5 separate regions of the Mus musculus genome follow, and all the other regions are linked to region 2. The links are chromatin contacts, called in public HiChIP or PLAC-seq and promoter capture Hi-C maps. All regions are on one chromosome and are shown on one strand. The core of a region is the stretch at or near the end of the contact, and the rest is flanking DNA. Distances in the headings are between cores, read along the strand shown.

The links. Promoter capture Hi-C pulls out the DNA fragments that hold promoters and counts their contacts. HiChIP or PLAC-seq counts read pairs in DNA pulled down with a chosen protein or histone mark. Capture Hi-C pulls out chosen DNA fragments and counts their contacts.
Region 1: a contact with region 2 is called in a promoter capture Hi-C map of pre-B cells, with 4 times the contacts expected there. The contact joins the promoter of Slc6a20b here to the promoter of Fyco1 in region 2. A contact is called at or near these places in 15 of 39 promoter capture datasets (the 3T3-L1 cell line, 3T3-L1-derived adipocytes, the C10 cell line and 10 more), 1 of 15 datasets of contacts at CTCF or cohesin (large pre-B cells), 3 of 484 Hi-C or Micro-C datasets (the G1E-ER4 cell line, Sertoli cells and embryonic stem cells), 9 of 115 datasets of contacts at active chromatin or transcription factors (the 230-238 cell line, the HPC-7 cell line, the SCID.adh cell line and 4 more) and 3 of 9 other capture datasets (adipose tissue, liver and pancreatic islet).
Region 3: a contact with region 2 is called in a promoter capture Hi-C map of macrophages, with 7 read pairs. The contact joins the promoter of Ccr3 here to the promoter of Fyco1 in region 2. A contact is called at or near these places in 2 of 39 promoter capture datasets (macrophages and pre-B cells), 1 of 15 datasets of contacts at CTCF or cohesin (CD8 T cells), 1 of 115 datasets of contacts at active chromatin or transcription factors (effector CD8 T cells) and 3 of 9 other capture datasets (adipose tissue, liver and pancreatic islet).
Region 4: a contact with region 2 is called in a promoter capture Hi-C map of adipose tissue. The contact joins the promoter of Ccr2 here to the promoter of Fyco1 in region 2. A contact is called at or near these places in 6 of 39 promoter capture datasets (the C10 cell line, cranial neural crest, liver and 2 more), 1 of 15 datasets of contacts at CTCF or cohesin (CD8 T cells), 2 of 115 datasets of contacts at active chromatin or transcription factors (bone marrow-derived dendritic cells and bone marrow-derived macrophages) and 3 of 9 other capture datasets (adipose tissue, liver and pancreatic islet).
Region 5: a contact with region 2 is called in an H3K27ac HiChIP or PLAC-seq map of bone marrow-derived dendritic cells, with 2.2 times the contacts expected there. The contact joins the promoter of Ccr1l1 here to the promoter of Fyco1 in region 2. A contact is called at or near these places in 3 of 39 promoter capture datasets (macrophages, neutrophils and pre-B cells), 1 of 115 datasets of contacts at active chromatin or transcription factors (bone marrow-derived dendritic cells) and 3 of 9 other capture datasets (adipose tissue, liver and pancreatic islet).

What each region holds. Positions count from the first base shown.
Region 1 is chr9:123,631,090-123,633,789 of GRCm38.p6, reverse strand. It overlaps Slc6a20b (solute carrier family 6 (neurotransmitter transporter), member 20B), which reads left to right and starts at 1,252. Exons shown (of 11, transcript NM_011731.4): 1 at 1,252-1,680. The coding sequence starts at 1,431.
Region 2 is chr9:123,850,565-123,853,264 of GRCm38.p6, reverse strand. Fyco1 (FYVE and coiled-coil domain containing 1) reads left to right here and starts at 1,366. Exons shown (of 18, transcript NM_001110253.2): 1 at 1,366-1,484. It overlaps Xcr1 (chemokine (C motif) receptor 1), which reads left to right. Exons shown (of 2, transcript NM_011798.4): 2 at 1-950. Gm51700 (a long non-coding RNA gene) reads right to left here. Exons shown (of 2, transcript XR_003948283.1): 1 at 2,264-2,700; 2 at 1,302-2,034.
Region 3 is chr9:124,020,557-124,023,256 of GRCm38.p6, reverse strand. Ccr3 (chemokine (C-C motif) receptor 3) reads right to left here and starts at 1,286. Exons shown (of 2, transcript NM_009914.4): 1 at 1,085-1,286.
Region 4 is chr9:124,100,815-124,103,514 of GRCm38.p6, reverse strand. It overlaps Ccr2 (chemokine (C-C motif) receptor 2), which reads right to left and starts at 1,332. Exons shown (of 3, transcript NM_009915.2): 1 at 1,308-1,332.
Region 5 is chr9:123,985,298-123,987,997 of GRCm38.p6, reverse strand. Ccr1l1 (chemokine (C-C motif) receptor 1-like 1) reads left to right here and starts at 1,283. Exons shown (of 2, transcript NM_007718.4): 1 at 1,283-1,394.

The DNA of each region.
Region 1 (2,700 bases), core at 3-2,502, 220 kb after region 2:
ATTGTAATTAGGAGTCAACATGAACCAGGTGTGGTAATATATACCGATAACCCCACCTATTTGAGAGGCTGAAGCAGGAAGACTGAAGACCTAGCCTAAGCAAGTAACTTAGCAAACCTCCATCTCAAAATGGAGGTTGAAGCAATGGCTCCATTAAAACAACAACAACAACCAACAGTTCTCTGGCTGTTCTTGCAGAGAACCTGGGTTCAGTTTCCAAACTGCGGTTCACAACAATCCATATTACCAGTTCCAGATATATGTGCATACACATATTTGTATATATTCATGTATATATGAATGATAGATAGAGGTATAGCTATACACAAGTATGAAGGCAAAACACAAAACAAAAATAACTTAAAAAAAAAAAAAGAAGAAGACGCCTGCAACACCAACAACATCAAAATAAAAATTAAAAAAAGTTCTCAAGGCTTTGCAAGCAGAACCAAGGAGTTTGGACTTTCTCATATGGGGAAACTAGAGACTTTGATAATTAACAGTGCACTCACCAGGATGAGCAAATGATTGAAAATTGCATAACCTTCTTAGTAGAATAAGACTATAGAACCCTGCCCACAGCTGTACCCACTTTCTCTCCTTTGTCCAGAGTTCAAGTGACACAGTTTGATGGTCTTTTGTATCCTGTTTCTGGTAGGTACAGTGAAGTTCCCATCCATACGCAGTCATCCATTAGCCAAGGCAGCTTCCTGGGACCACTCAGGTGGGGTTAAGCTGGACTGAATCATCTGTGCGGGGTATCTGGACACCCCAGAGAACTGAGCTTCGTCCCCTTTGCTTCTTAGATACAGTTATCACTGAGGCCCAAGCGATACGTAAATTACAAATCAGACACAATGCTCAGCTCACTGTCTGATACTTGCTACCCTTTACCTGTCAGTTATGCAACTGAGAATCTCTGTCGTTGTGTGTGTAAGGTGGGAACCCAAGATAATGGCATCCTGTTTCACTTAATGGATTTTATTGGTAGCTCAGGATGCACCATAGTGGGAGTGTTTGTACTAGAAAAATTGATAAGTACATAGATCAGAGTTTTTCTGCAGTCTGTAGCTAAACATTTAGCTAAACATTTTCCAGCTCACCACCAGCCTCCAACAGATACAACCAAATTTGTGAATTGTTTTGCAGACACCCTTAACAGCAAGAGGAGCCCAGAAATCCTGAAGTTTGAGAGACAAAGGACACAGAAAGGAATGTGGCCAAAGGTTAGTGGGAGGATCTAAACTGGCCACCTGTGAGGTTGAGGCAGCGAGGGAAGCACTGGTCAAGAAGGGAACCAACACAGAATTGGGGTCGAAAGCTGATTCCAGAGTCCTGGAAAGAAACAGTAGAAAACACAGGGGTTTGGGGGTGGGGCGCGGAAGAGGGCACAGGTGTTGCTCATTCTACAGTGAGAGTTGTCTCAGAAGATGGAATCACCTTCAGCACATGCGGTCTCCCTGCCAGAGGATGAGGAGCTCCAGCCCTGGGGAGGCGCTGGAGGACCTGGTCAGCACCCAGGAAGACCGAGGTCAACAGAGTGTGCCCACCCTGGGGTTGTGGAGAAGGTGCGGCCAAAGTGGGACAACCCCCTGCAGTTCCTACTTGTCTGTATCTCCTATGCTGTGGGCCTGGGCAATGTATGGCGCTTCCCCTACCTGTGCCAGATGTATGGCGGAGGTGAGTACAATGGGCAGGTGCAGCATGTCTGCCTGACTGAGTGCTTCACATCTCAAACTTTCACCTTCCTGGGATCTGGATGAATTATAGGTCTGCTGGATGTCCTCTCCAAATTGCTGACCCAAGCCCCGCACAGAGGGAAGGTTTGGCCTGTGCATCCGTGGACAGTGCTTTTGTTCTGCTATCTAAAACATCTTCAGCTAATTTGAAGTCATGAAGGTTTTCTCTGTTCCTCTTCTAACTCTTTAACCTCTGGGTTGTTCATGTGGAACTATGATCTACTTCCTTTCTTCCTCTTCTGTGCATGAACTGTGATACCAACTAAGTAAGGCTCTTTTGATTCAGTTGTATTGTTTTGACAAAAGGACTGCAGAGCTTATCTGCTTAAATTGAATTATTGAGGTTTGAAGAAGTGATGGAAATGATTGCCACGCACAGGTAAAGGTGACCACACTGCTACCTTGGTATGAGCTTTGAGTTTTCTTTTGGCCCTAGCTAGCAGATAAGCATCCAGGCTCTGTCACAGAGACAAGATGACCAAGGGCCACACCAGATTTGATGTGGTTACTGCTTGATACTTTGGGTTAAAATTGGACTATCTTATGACCTTTGAGTGTTAGAGCATTAACTCCAAACATCTGTGGAAATATGGCCTCTGCTGTAAAGTGTCTCCAGAGAATAAATCACACAGGCCTCAGCCTCCTTTGACATCAAGTTGGTAAAGGGTAAAAACTCAGCCTTTTCAGAGCAAGGGGATTTTGAGAAGCCTCCTGAATGAGAAGGCGGTGCACGGACCCTGCTTGCACACAAGGACAAGCTGGGGTCAGGCTCTGACCATTAATGTGGGTATGTGCTGTCCCCTGCCAACACTTTCACTCTTCCCTCCTTCATGTGGCCACAGAGCTCTGCATAACCTCCGTGACAGCCGCTCTGGGATCTGTGAGCCACCTGAATTCCATAGCTTGGTTTAAGAAAAGGCACTGGATACAACCCAAAGACCCACACTTGAGTAGATTGACC
Region 2 (2,700 bases), core at 117-2,616:
CAATAAAAGCTGTGACTGATGAGGTAACTCAGAGAGAAGGGGTGTGGCGAGCATTGTCACCTGTAGGGACTTTTGTGAAGACTCAGAAGCAGCCACTGTCTTGACCTTAGTTCCTTTTTGCTGTCTCACTGGTGTCCCGGGAGCCATCTTAGATCTGACACCATGTACAGCAGATCAGGACTCTGTGGCACAGTGCTCTCCACCCCACATATTCCTTCACAAGGTTGTCTTCCACATGCCTCACACTCTCAATCTTAACATCCCAAAGCTGTTCAGGCTGTAGTCAGAGCAAGTTTTTCTTAGTTCACTCTATTGATAAATCTTTATTTCTGATGTCATTTCCTCCCACTTCTTCCCTTTTTTTTGTTTTCCTTTGTTAACAGAAAGGGGAATCATTTCTCTTCGTGAGGTTTTTTTTATCCTCATCCACAAACTGACAACTCCATCAAGTTAATATGTTGTCTCATATACCTCCAGTATAAAATATGAAATTAACTTAAAAGATTTCTTTTCCTTCCTGTATGAATTTATCCTGAGAACCTGGAATGCTGAAGTCTGGCAGATGCCACTATTAGCTAAGTCCTGTAAGGTACACAAGCATTTCTAGCTAACATGATGAAAATAAGGCAGTGTGAGGAGCCAGCCAGAGCTAAGAAGCGAACCTAATCATGGGCTGACATTCCTATGTACTGTCCCCTGTCTTTAGCATGTTCATCCATACTGGACTTGGAATGCAGTGTTCTATTGCACCAGGCTTCAGGGTGCTTTGCAACTCAGCAACAAGCAAACACGGGACTGAGGAAGCTAAGCATGGTAGTTCTTTAGCACATATTTTCAAACACTGTTTTTTAAGTGTCTGTTAATGAGGGGGAAACAAAAACTGAGAACTTAGGTCCAGCAGTACATACTAAGTTCATTTTTTTTTAGCTTCATAAATAAAACGTAATAGTACAAAAATACTAATGAGATTATTCTCAGATTGTTTGGGGGGTTTCGGAATCGGGCACATTATTTTATATTTACAGCTCATGCACAGTTCAAAGCCAATCGGTCACAATGCATGAGCTTAACAACAGTAAACAGCACTCGTTCAGGATTCTACACACGACTTCCGGGTATCCGAAGCTTGTTCGAGTTTCAGGAAGTGACGTCTGCCGTGAGACATGCCGGGAGTCGTAGTTAGCGTCCACCGTCCAGTTGCACCCGATGGGAGTTGTAGGCCATCCGTGAAGCATGCCGGGAGTTGTAGGCCATCCGTGAAGCATGCCGGGAGTTGTAGGCCATCCGTGAAGCATGCCGGGAGTTGTAGGCCATCCGTGAAGCATGCCGGGAGTTGTAGGCCATCCGTGAGGCATGCCGGGAGTTGTAGTCCGCGCGCGCTCTGGGGCTACTGGGCGCTTCATGGCAGTCGGCTCTGTGCTCGCCTACTCTTCCGCTCGGCCCTAGAAAGTTTCGTTTCTGCCCAGCGGAGGACCCACGAGCGTGTAAGTGCCGCAGGCGCCCGGACAGGCATCGGGGACACTGGGGCCTTTCTGGACGTCGGCGCGGAAGCTTCGTGGGGGCGTGGGTCGTCCCCTCCCACACAGGGCGCCTCGGGAGAACCCTCTCTCCAGAGAGGTTAGCTCCAATACGCAGGCTGTCTGCGGGGTCGTAGAAAGACCCTCAACACTGTTCCAAGATCGGAGCCGGCAGAAGGGGGCCGCCCTGTGAGGCGGAGCTTCGGCAGCTCTCCCCGAACCCCTGGCACAGCAGCCAAACCCCGAAGTTCTCGCGGGCACTGGGACTTGATCCCCAGAAAGCCAAACCCTCCTCTCTGCAGGACTCCTGACGCCCCTTCGGTCCAGGAGACACAGTTTGTTCCTTTTGTATCTTCGCTGACCTGACCCGCTGCCCTTATGCTCAGATAGTTCAAGGGGGCTCTGCGGTCAAGTTTCTGGAAACACCTGTAGGACGACTGAATGTATCTGGTGTGGTAGCTTGTCCTGTTGGCACCCAGGCTTGGGCTGCGGATGGGGGGCAGGGCGGAGCGACATCCTATTTGCATAAAAGAAGAGAACATGTAGTTGACACTTAAGCCAAGTCAAGTAGCTTCCTATTAATGCTATGATTCTCTGTGTCACTCTGCAAAGTTCCCACGGCTGGGCTGTCTCCTGCAGAAAAAACAGCACTTGTTTCTTTCTGTCCCTATGATTGTTTGACTTAACACAGGTGGTTTCCTTTCCAGACAGAAATGGGGCAGAGGCTCAGGACTTAATCTACTTACAGCCTCTCTCAGCAATGGTGGTCTGAAGCAGGTTAATTCCTCTGCCATCTGCTTGCTGCTGTTGCTGGGTTGGGGGAAGGGAGCTGTGGGTTTCTACTTTTAGTTTTGCAACCTCCTGGCTGCCCCGACACTCTCGGTCTATGACAACCAGTTCTGCTGTGTTGAAATGCAGAATACTGATTATGGGCCAGGATTGTTATCCTGGAAATCAGCCCAGGGCTGACTGTCAGCCTCCTTTACCTAAAAGGATCTGAAAAAAACAAAAACAAAAACAAAAAAAACTATAGCTTTAGGAGACAGAATTTATCTGTTTGTTTAATGTTCATATTTGTGTATCACTTCTTGAAAATTGTTTATTTTATTAAGAAAATAGATAACGTATACAGAGTCCTGCAGTACCGTGTGTGTGTGTGTGTGTGTGTGTGTGTGTGTGTGTT
Region 3 (2,700 bases), core at 37-2,536, 170 kb before region 2:
GTACTCTCATTTCTTATTCCAGGAGAAATGACTCAGTGACTAGCTTCAGTGTAATATTACCATCTTTTGAATGGAGTGAGAGGATCCTCTAGCCCAGTGTTTTCCAGCCTTCCTAATGCTGTAACCCTTTAATACTGCTCCTCATGTTGTGATGACCCCTAAACATAAAATTATTTCCTTGCTATCTCATAACTGTAGTTTTCCTACTGTTTTTAATTGTAATATAAATATCTAGTATACAAGATAGCTGATATGCCACCTACAAAGGGTTGTAACCCACAGGTTGAAAACAGGTTTGGGCTAGAGTCCAACCTACTAGTAACTGAAGACTACCACCCTCTCTCAAATCACTCACCAAAACCATTTTACTTCTAACCCCAGCCAAACTAGAGTCTTTCAAAACACTAAATGGATTTTTTTTTTGTCTCTACCCTCTAACAGAGATAGATCTACCAAAGGCAGCCAGCCAACCTAATCCAGACAGAGACACCACGGCAATCATCAACCAATCCATCTAATAGTTTTAGAGTTGATTTCCAAAAACTTTAATTATGCATTTAAATATGTAATTACTTAGTATACACATGAATACATAAATATATTTTCATTCTAATATACATACACACAAGAGATTACATTTTCATGATGATCTTACAAGTCAGTATCAATAAACGCTAACTACTAATGTAACACTTTTGGAATGATGCTATTCTTCATAATTTATGAATTATAAGAAGTACAGGATGGTAACAGATAATGTAGCTTGAGTAGTTATAAAGTTCATGTTGTATCATAGTATAGATGGGAAAATAGAAGGATAGGAATAAGGAAAGCAAGAAGAAAATGGAAATACATTGCAAAATCTTTTCTAAGTCTACCTTATGTTATCTTTAAATACTATACACCACCTCTCTATTGGAATCAAGAGGGCTCTGGGAGGTATTTCTTTCACCTACATAGACTAATATATCCATTTTTTCCTTTCCTAGAGTTCTGAAAGCCTATCTGGAAATATCGTCTAAGAAACATCTCTTGAATTTAAATATGTCCTTGTCCAAAAGAGAATAAAAAGAAGAAACGGTACCTGGTGAATTTTGCTAAGTCCTTTATGAGTCCAGTAGTAACTTAAGTTTCACTGCTAATGAAACAGAGATAACACTTGATCATATACACCAGTCAGGTAGTAAACATCATAGCTTCCTGTTTTAAAAAGGCTAGCTTCTCAGGTTTTGCAAGTTTTCAGAGAGATACCAACTTGTTACAGTTCTTCCGTTTTGTTATTTACTGCACATACTTGGCTCTCTGTTGAGTTATCTATGGATGGATACTGCTGACACTCAGAAACTATCTTGCAGGCTCTTCACCCATTTGACACTGCTCATTTTTTTATGTATGATATGGCTAACAACTTCCCAATAATCATTGACTCATGGACAGACTGTGGAAAAACAATGTGGGAATTTCCTCTTAAGGAAAGGATGAGACAGCAAATTTGCTGGGAGCAACTGAAGATTATGAGGACAAGCAAGTAAAGGTTTTGATAATTCACAAAGACATGTGTTTGCATTTCCACTGTGGTTCTATAGCTGCATGATCTCAGGGTAACCACTGAGCCAGCCTTGCTGGACACCTAGTTTTCTCCTCTATAATTGTAACAGATATTTATTTCCTACAGTTGTCATGAAGTCAATTAAGATAAACCAAGGAAGTTTCTATGTAAAGTACAGATCTCAACCAATGTAAAGTGTAGGTTGAATTGTACCGTGACATAGCATCCCAAGGCTAGGAACATATCTTGCCTATGTGCTGATATCCCCATGAACCTAGTGTGATAATGGACACTAGACGCATTTAACTAATGTTGACGGGAATAGTGACAAATATATGGTATAATCTCTGATATTCTTTCTAATTGTACAGGTCAATGAATTTACCAAGTTCTTGTTAGCTATTCAGAAGGGGACAGGAGAAAATGAATAGAGAAGAAAGAGTAGAAATAGGAGAAGAACTTAATTCTTTTTTTTCCTTTTCCATTTTTTATTAGGTATTTAGCTCATTTACATTTCCAATGCTATACCAAAAGTCCCCCATACCCACCCACCCCCACTCCCCTACCCACCCACTCCCACTTTTTGGCCCTGGCGTTCCCCTGTACTGGGGCATATAAAGTTTGTGTGTCCAATGGGCCTCTCTTTCCAGTGATGGCCGACTAGGCCATCTTTTGATACATATGCAGCTAGAGTCAAGAGCTCCGGGGTACTGGTTAGTTCATAATGTTGTTCCACCTATAGGGTTGCAGATCCCTTTAGCTCCTTGGATACTTTCTCTAGCTCCTCCATTGGGAGCCCTGTGATCCATCCATTAGCTGACTGTGAGCATCCACTTCTGTGTTTGCTAGGCCCCGGCATAGTCTCACAAGAGACAGCTACATCTGGGTCCTTTCGATAAAATCTTGCTAGTGTATGCAATGGTGTCAGCGTTTGGATGCTGATTATGGGGTGGATCTCTGGATATGGAAGTCTCTACATGGTCCATCCTTTCATCTCAGCTCCAAACTTTGTCTCTGTAACTCCTTCCAAGGGTGTTTTGTTCCCACTTCTAAGGAGGGGAATAGTGTCCACACTTCAGTCTTACCATAAGGGATCTATTAAGTTGTTGGATGATTTAGACTTTTTTATTCCTGTGATAAAATACCTGACA
Region 4 (2,700 bases), core at 83-2,582, 250 kb before region 2:
CACATTCCCAGTCCTGTGCACACCCACAACTGTCTTCTCTCCATTTCCTCCAAACTCACCACTTCCTTTATGCCTTAGTGATTTACTCTGTTCTTGTCTCTTGACCTAAAATGGTTCCTATTTATTCTACCTCCTACTTAAAACTTCCCTTCTCTTGTGAAGCCCAATCTGCACCCTCTGACAAACCACTCTGCTCTTGTGAAATGTAAGTAACCACTTATCATGGTATCTTCTACATACCATGCACCCCGCTGAGGTTAAGGAGTGGCAATGTTGTTAATCTCTGACTCTTATAATTTCACCTGGCTAAAAGAGTAAACAGTAAAGGTTCACTGAAAGAGTGCACAAAAGTCTATAATAATTATAAGATATAAAATGTAACATCATTAGATTTGATTGTTAAGACTACTTTTTCCTGATATCAGCTATAAATTTGTTTTCATCCACCTATATATCACAGTACTTCTTGCATCCCTTAAGTGATAGCCAAATGAAGCTTGCATGTCACATCACTGAGTCTTATCACTAGACTGCCAAAACTAAATGAGATCTTTGATGAGAATAAGGAAGAAAGTGCATGTACCTAAAGATTACACAGTGCTAAGTTCTGGTCTGTTCTAAAGTTCCAGCTGTTATGGAAAATTCTAGGTAAATGCTAATTCATATAACCCTATGGCACATAGTCAGCACTTAGTTCCTACTACCAAGCAGTCTGGAAAGTACTGGCCTGAGCATCACTTTGGGCATTAAGACATAGCTATCACCCAGGACTGTAGGGAAGCTGCCTCCCAAAAGAAAGCAAAAGAGATAATGGGAGAGAGAGAGAGAGAGAGAGAGAGAGAGAGAGAGAGAGAGAGAGGGAGAGAGAGAGAGAGAGAGAGATAGATATCTTCAGTCTGTGTGGTTCTCATGAGGAAAGACAAGAGCCAATTTAGAAGGCATAGATGAACTACAGGTAAAAGATTTCACAGTATAAGGTTCTAGAAATGTAAACCCTCTGCATGCTAAGAGAGACAGAGTAATCCTGTGAGTGTCTAGAAGATGATGAGGCACAGTGATTTTCCTTCCTTCATTGTCCCCTTTTATCACCTGATCCCAAAAGAATGGTCCCACCCAGCAACACCCTCATTTCCGCACTGCCACTAGGGTCTTTCTAATGTTTCTTGGTGCACATTACATTCTCTTCTCTCCCCAAATCTTGATCTTTGCCTCAGGTGCACAGGCTGTACAATACCTCAGGCTGTCTCCCTAGTGCCCTGCATCTCAAGCTTGGAGATGCATAAAGACATGGAAAAATCACAACTCACCAGGTATGGCTCCTTTATGATGGCACTGCTATCTCAGGCTTCTCAGTAACAGATCTGGAGGTGCAAACTGGTATGCAGAAGTAGGAAATAAAGTTTCCTGCAGAAAGAGAAGGCGGAGATAAAAGAGCAAGTGATGGTAAAGATTTGAAGAAAAACAAAACAAAGCAAAAAAAAAAAAAAAAAACAAACCCCAAAGATCTACAGTTCTTCTTTTCCAGCCAGGAGTGTTATATGTTGGGCTGAGGTCTTTACAGGATTAATTTTGAAATCTTGCTTATGCAATTCTGAGTGTGAGTTAGCCACGCCCTATACCCCTGCTTCAGTATATTTCAGCTCATGGCTTCGTCTTATAAGTCTTTCATAGCTTTTCCACTCTCTGTTCTCTTCTCTGTGTTAGTTGGCATAACCCAAGTGCAATAGAACCTATCACACCCAGAGAATAAATGCTAATGAGGCCTTAGGTCATAATGAATAAAATGCGCAGAGAGGTTTCACTGAGTCTTGTGTGTTGCTTTCAAAGTGTTGTGAATTGGAATCTGGTTACAAATCTCGCTTAAATAAAGCTTTCTAATGAAGGAAAGATTTACACTGGGACCTGAGAGTGGATCTTAGGAAACCACGAGATGTTCTTACCACCTTCATCTCACACTATACAAATGGTCAAAATTTTGAGAATTTACACCTTAAAATCTTTATCTGCATAAGGAAAACAGAAATGATCCCTTTGTGTGAGTTTGAAAACTTCTTATCTATCTGCCAGCAATGAGTTCACGTTTTTCAGGATTTTTAGGCTGGAAGATTAGTGTGATGTGGCCTTTGGGAATCCTTTAAAGAAAATACATCACCACCTAACAGCTCTGGTATACCTGCTGTTACTATACAGGCAATTCCAGTGGACTGCTCTCAGGGATCTAGATGCTGTCAGGTGTGCAGTGGATGAAAGGACCCAACCACCTCACTAGCTCTTTTTCTGTTCTTGGAGTTTCCTCTCTCTGTGTTCTTCGTGTGTCCCCTTTCTGCCCATCTCTACCTCCTCTCTCTGCCCGATGACTCTCTCTCTTCTCTGTCTGCCTGTCTACACATCCACTTGTCTGGTTCTTTAAGTTTCCTCTCCTCTTCTCTCCCCTCCTCCAGTAAACCTTTTTTTATACAAGATCTGTTTCATGGCATAATCTCTTCAGGACACACCTTGGCATGACCCACAAAGGATACCTCCTCACAACATTATGTTCAAAACACATGCTAGCTAAGCAGTATCACATCAAAGGCATAGCTGTGGCGCTTCAGATTGCCTGGAGTAGAATAGCGATTGTCTCAAGTCTTCTGAAAACCAATGAAATGAAAATCATTTGTGCTCCCCCAAATGCTGTAAGATGACTGACACTGGATACAA
Region 5 (2,700 bases), core at 34-2,533, 130 kb before region 2:
GCCATTCGGTATTCCTCAGGTGAGAATTCTCTGTTCAGTTCTGAGCCCCATTTTTTAATGGGGTTATTTGGTTTTCTGGAGTCCACCTTCTTGAGTTCTTTATATATGTTGGATATTAGTCCCCTATCTGATTTAGGATAGGTAAAGATCCTTTCCCAATCTGTTGGTGGCCTTTTTGTCTTATTGACGGTGTCTTTTGCCTTGCAGAAACTTTGGAGTTTCATTAGGTCCCATTTATCGATTCTCGATCTTACAGCACAAGCCATTGCTGTTCTGTTCAGGAATTTTTCCCCTGTGCCCATATCTTCGAGGCTTTTCCCCACTTTCTCCTCTATAAGTTTCAGTGTCTCTGGTTTTATGTGAAGTTCCTTGATCCACTTAGATTTGACCTTAGTACAAGGAGATAGGAATGGATCAATTCGCAATCTTCTACATGATAACAACCAGTTGTGCCAGCACCATTTGTTGAAAATGCTGTCTTTCTTCCACTGGATGGTTTTAGCTCCCTTGTCAAAGATCAAGTGACCATAGGTGTGTGGGTTCATTTCTGGGTCTTCAATTCTATTCCATTGGTCTACTTGTCTGTCTCTATACCAGTACCATGCAGTTTTTATCACAATTGCTCTGTAGTAAAGCTTTAGGTCAGGCATGGTGATTCCACCAGAGGTTCTTTTATCCTTGAGAAGAGTTTTTGCCATCCTAGGTTTTTTGTTATTCCAGATGAATTTGCAAATTGCTCCTTCTAATTCGTTGAAGAATTGAGTTGGAATTTTGATGGGGATTGCATTGAATCTGTAGATTGCTTTTGGCAAGATAGCCATTTTTACAATGTTGATCCTGCCAATCCATGAGCATGGGAGATCTTTCCATCTTCTGAGATCTTCTTTAATTTCTTTCTTAAAGGACTTGAAGTTCTTGTCATACAGATCTTTCACTTCCTTAGTTAGAGTCACACCGAGATATTTTATATTATTTGTGACTATTGAGCAGGGTGTTGTTTCCCTAATTTCTTTCTCAGCCTGTTTATTCTTTGTGTAGAGAAAGGCCATTGACTTGTTTGAGTTAATTTTATATCCATCTACTTCACCGAAGCTGTTTATCAGGTTTAGGAGTTCTCTGGTGGAATTTTTAGGGTCACTTAGTGAGATTCTTAAGACAGCTCCTCCCCATGAGAGGGGTTGGACCCAGCAGCCCATATGTCCAGCTAGCCCCCAGGTGACAATGACACTGTTGAACCACAACGTCACCTGGATTAACACTAGCTCCTGGCTTTGTCTGATTCATATTGCTCATGTCTGGAGGACACACACACTTCAGAGACGTGACATACTTGAGATAAAGGGAAGCAGACACCAGCTACAGCAGGATCCAGGTATATCACAGATAATTTTCAGGTACGTACACTAGACTGTCTGAATCTTGAGCTTGGGGTACAAAGGACCATTTTATCAGACTCTTCTTTCCTCCCTGCTGCTCACTAGAATCAGGCTACAATGTGTTGTTCTGATAAGTAGCCACAAGCTCAAACCTTTGCTGCTCTATGCTTCTATTCTGTGCCCTTTGCAAGTGGGAGCCATCATACAACGCAGGAAAGAAAGACTGAAAGCTGAGAGCCAGTACTGTGCTCTTCCTATATTCATAAGCTCTCTGATTCTGCCCCCCTGTGTTTGCTTTGTGTATCTTGCTATAACTAGAGACTTAAAAGGAGGAACTGGTCCTAGACTCAACACTGCTTTGCAGTGGGCACAGCCAGGGCAGATACAGCATAGTGTACATATGTGTACAGTGGAGGGGTGTCTATTAAAGTAGAAAGAAACCTGTAATAAGCAATGCCTATTCATCTATTTTCTTTGTTAGGTAAGTCATTGTAGATCTCAGCCTGCACCCTGCCCAAAGTTACTCTGAGGGACTAGAGGCCAGACAGGCAAACAGGTAACGAAAGGGATCACAGATAATAAATACAGCGAATTTATGGTTTCTTCCTCAGCCTTTTATGCCAATCTAATTCCCTCTCTTCCATTCTGTGCATGATCCCAGCCTATTTCACCCATTCAATACCACTACCTAACTTTTTTTCCTGTCTTGATAGTTTTTAAAATGCTCTAATGCAGTGGTTCTCGTCCTTTCTAATGCTTCAATCCTTTATTACAGTTCATGTTGTCGTGACCCCCAACCATAAAATTATTTTCATTGTTACTTAATAACTGTAATTTTTCTACTGTTATGAATTGTGATGTAAATATCTGATATGCAGGATATCTGATGTGGGATCTCTGTGGAAGGGGTCATTTGACCTCCAAAGGAGTCACAGTCCATAGGTTGTTATTCCTACAGGTTTACATACTTATACTTTTCTGTTACTTATATCCACCTAGAGAATTTCCTTCCAAGTGATTGTTTGCTCACAGTGTCTGTTCAAGCTTCCTCATGTATACCGGCTGTTGAGGGAAAAAGCCATATGACTACCCCAAGTGAAGATTATCTGAATAGGGCAAGGTGAGAAGACTGTATGGAGGGAGTCTGAGTCTCAGCTGGAACTGCACAGCTGCTTACAGCCAAACTTCCAACTTGAAATTTTTAATCATTTAAATGTGCCTCTTGATACATAATCATGTGAGCTACAATTATAAGCAGGAGACCATTCCAGCTTCTCACAACTCAAGTTCACTGAAAAACAGTAAACAAGTAATTAAATTTTTG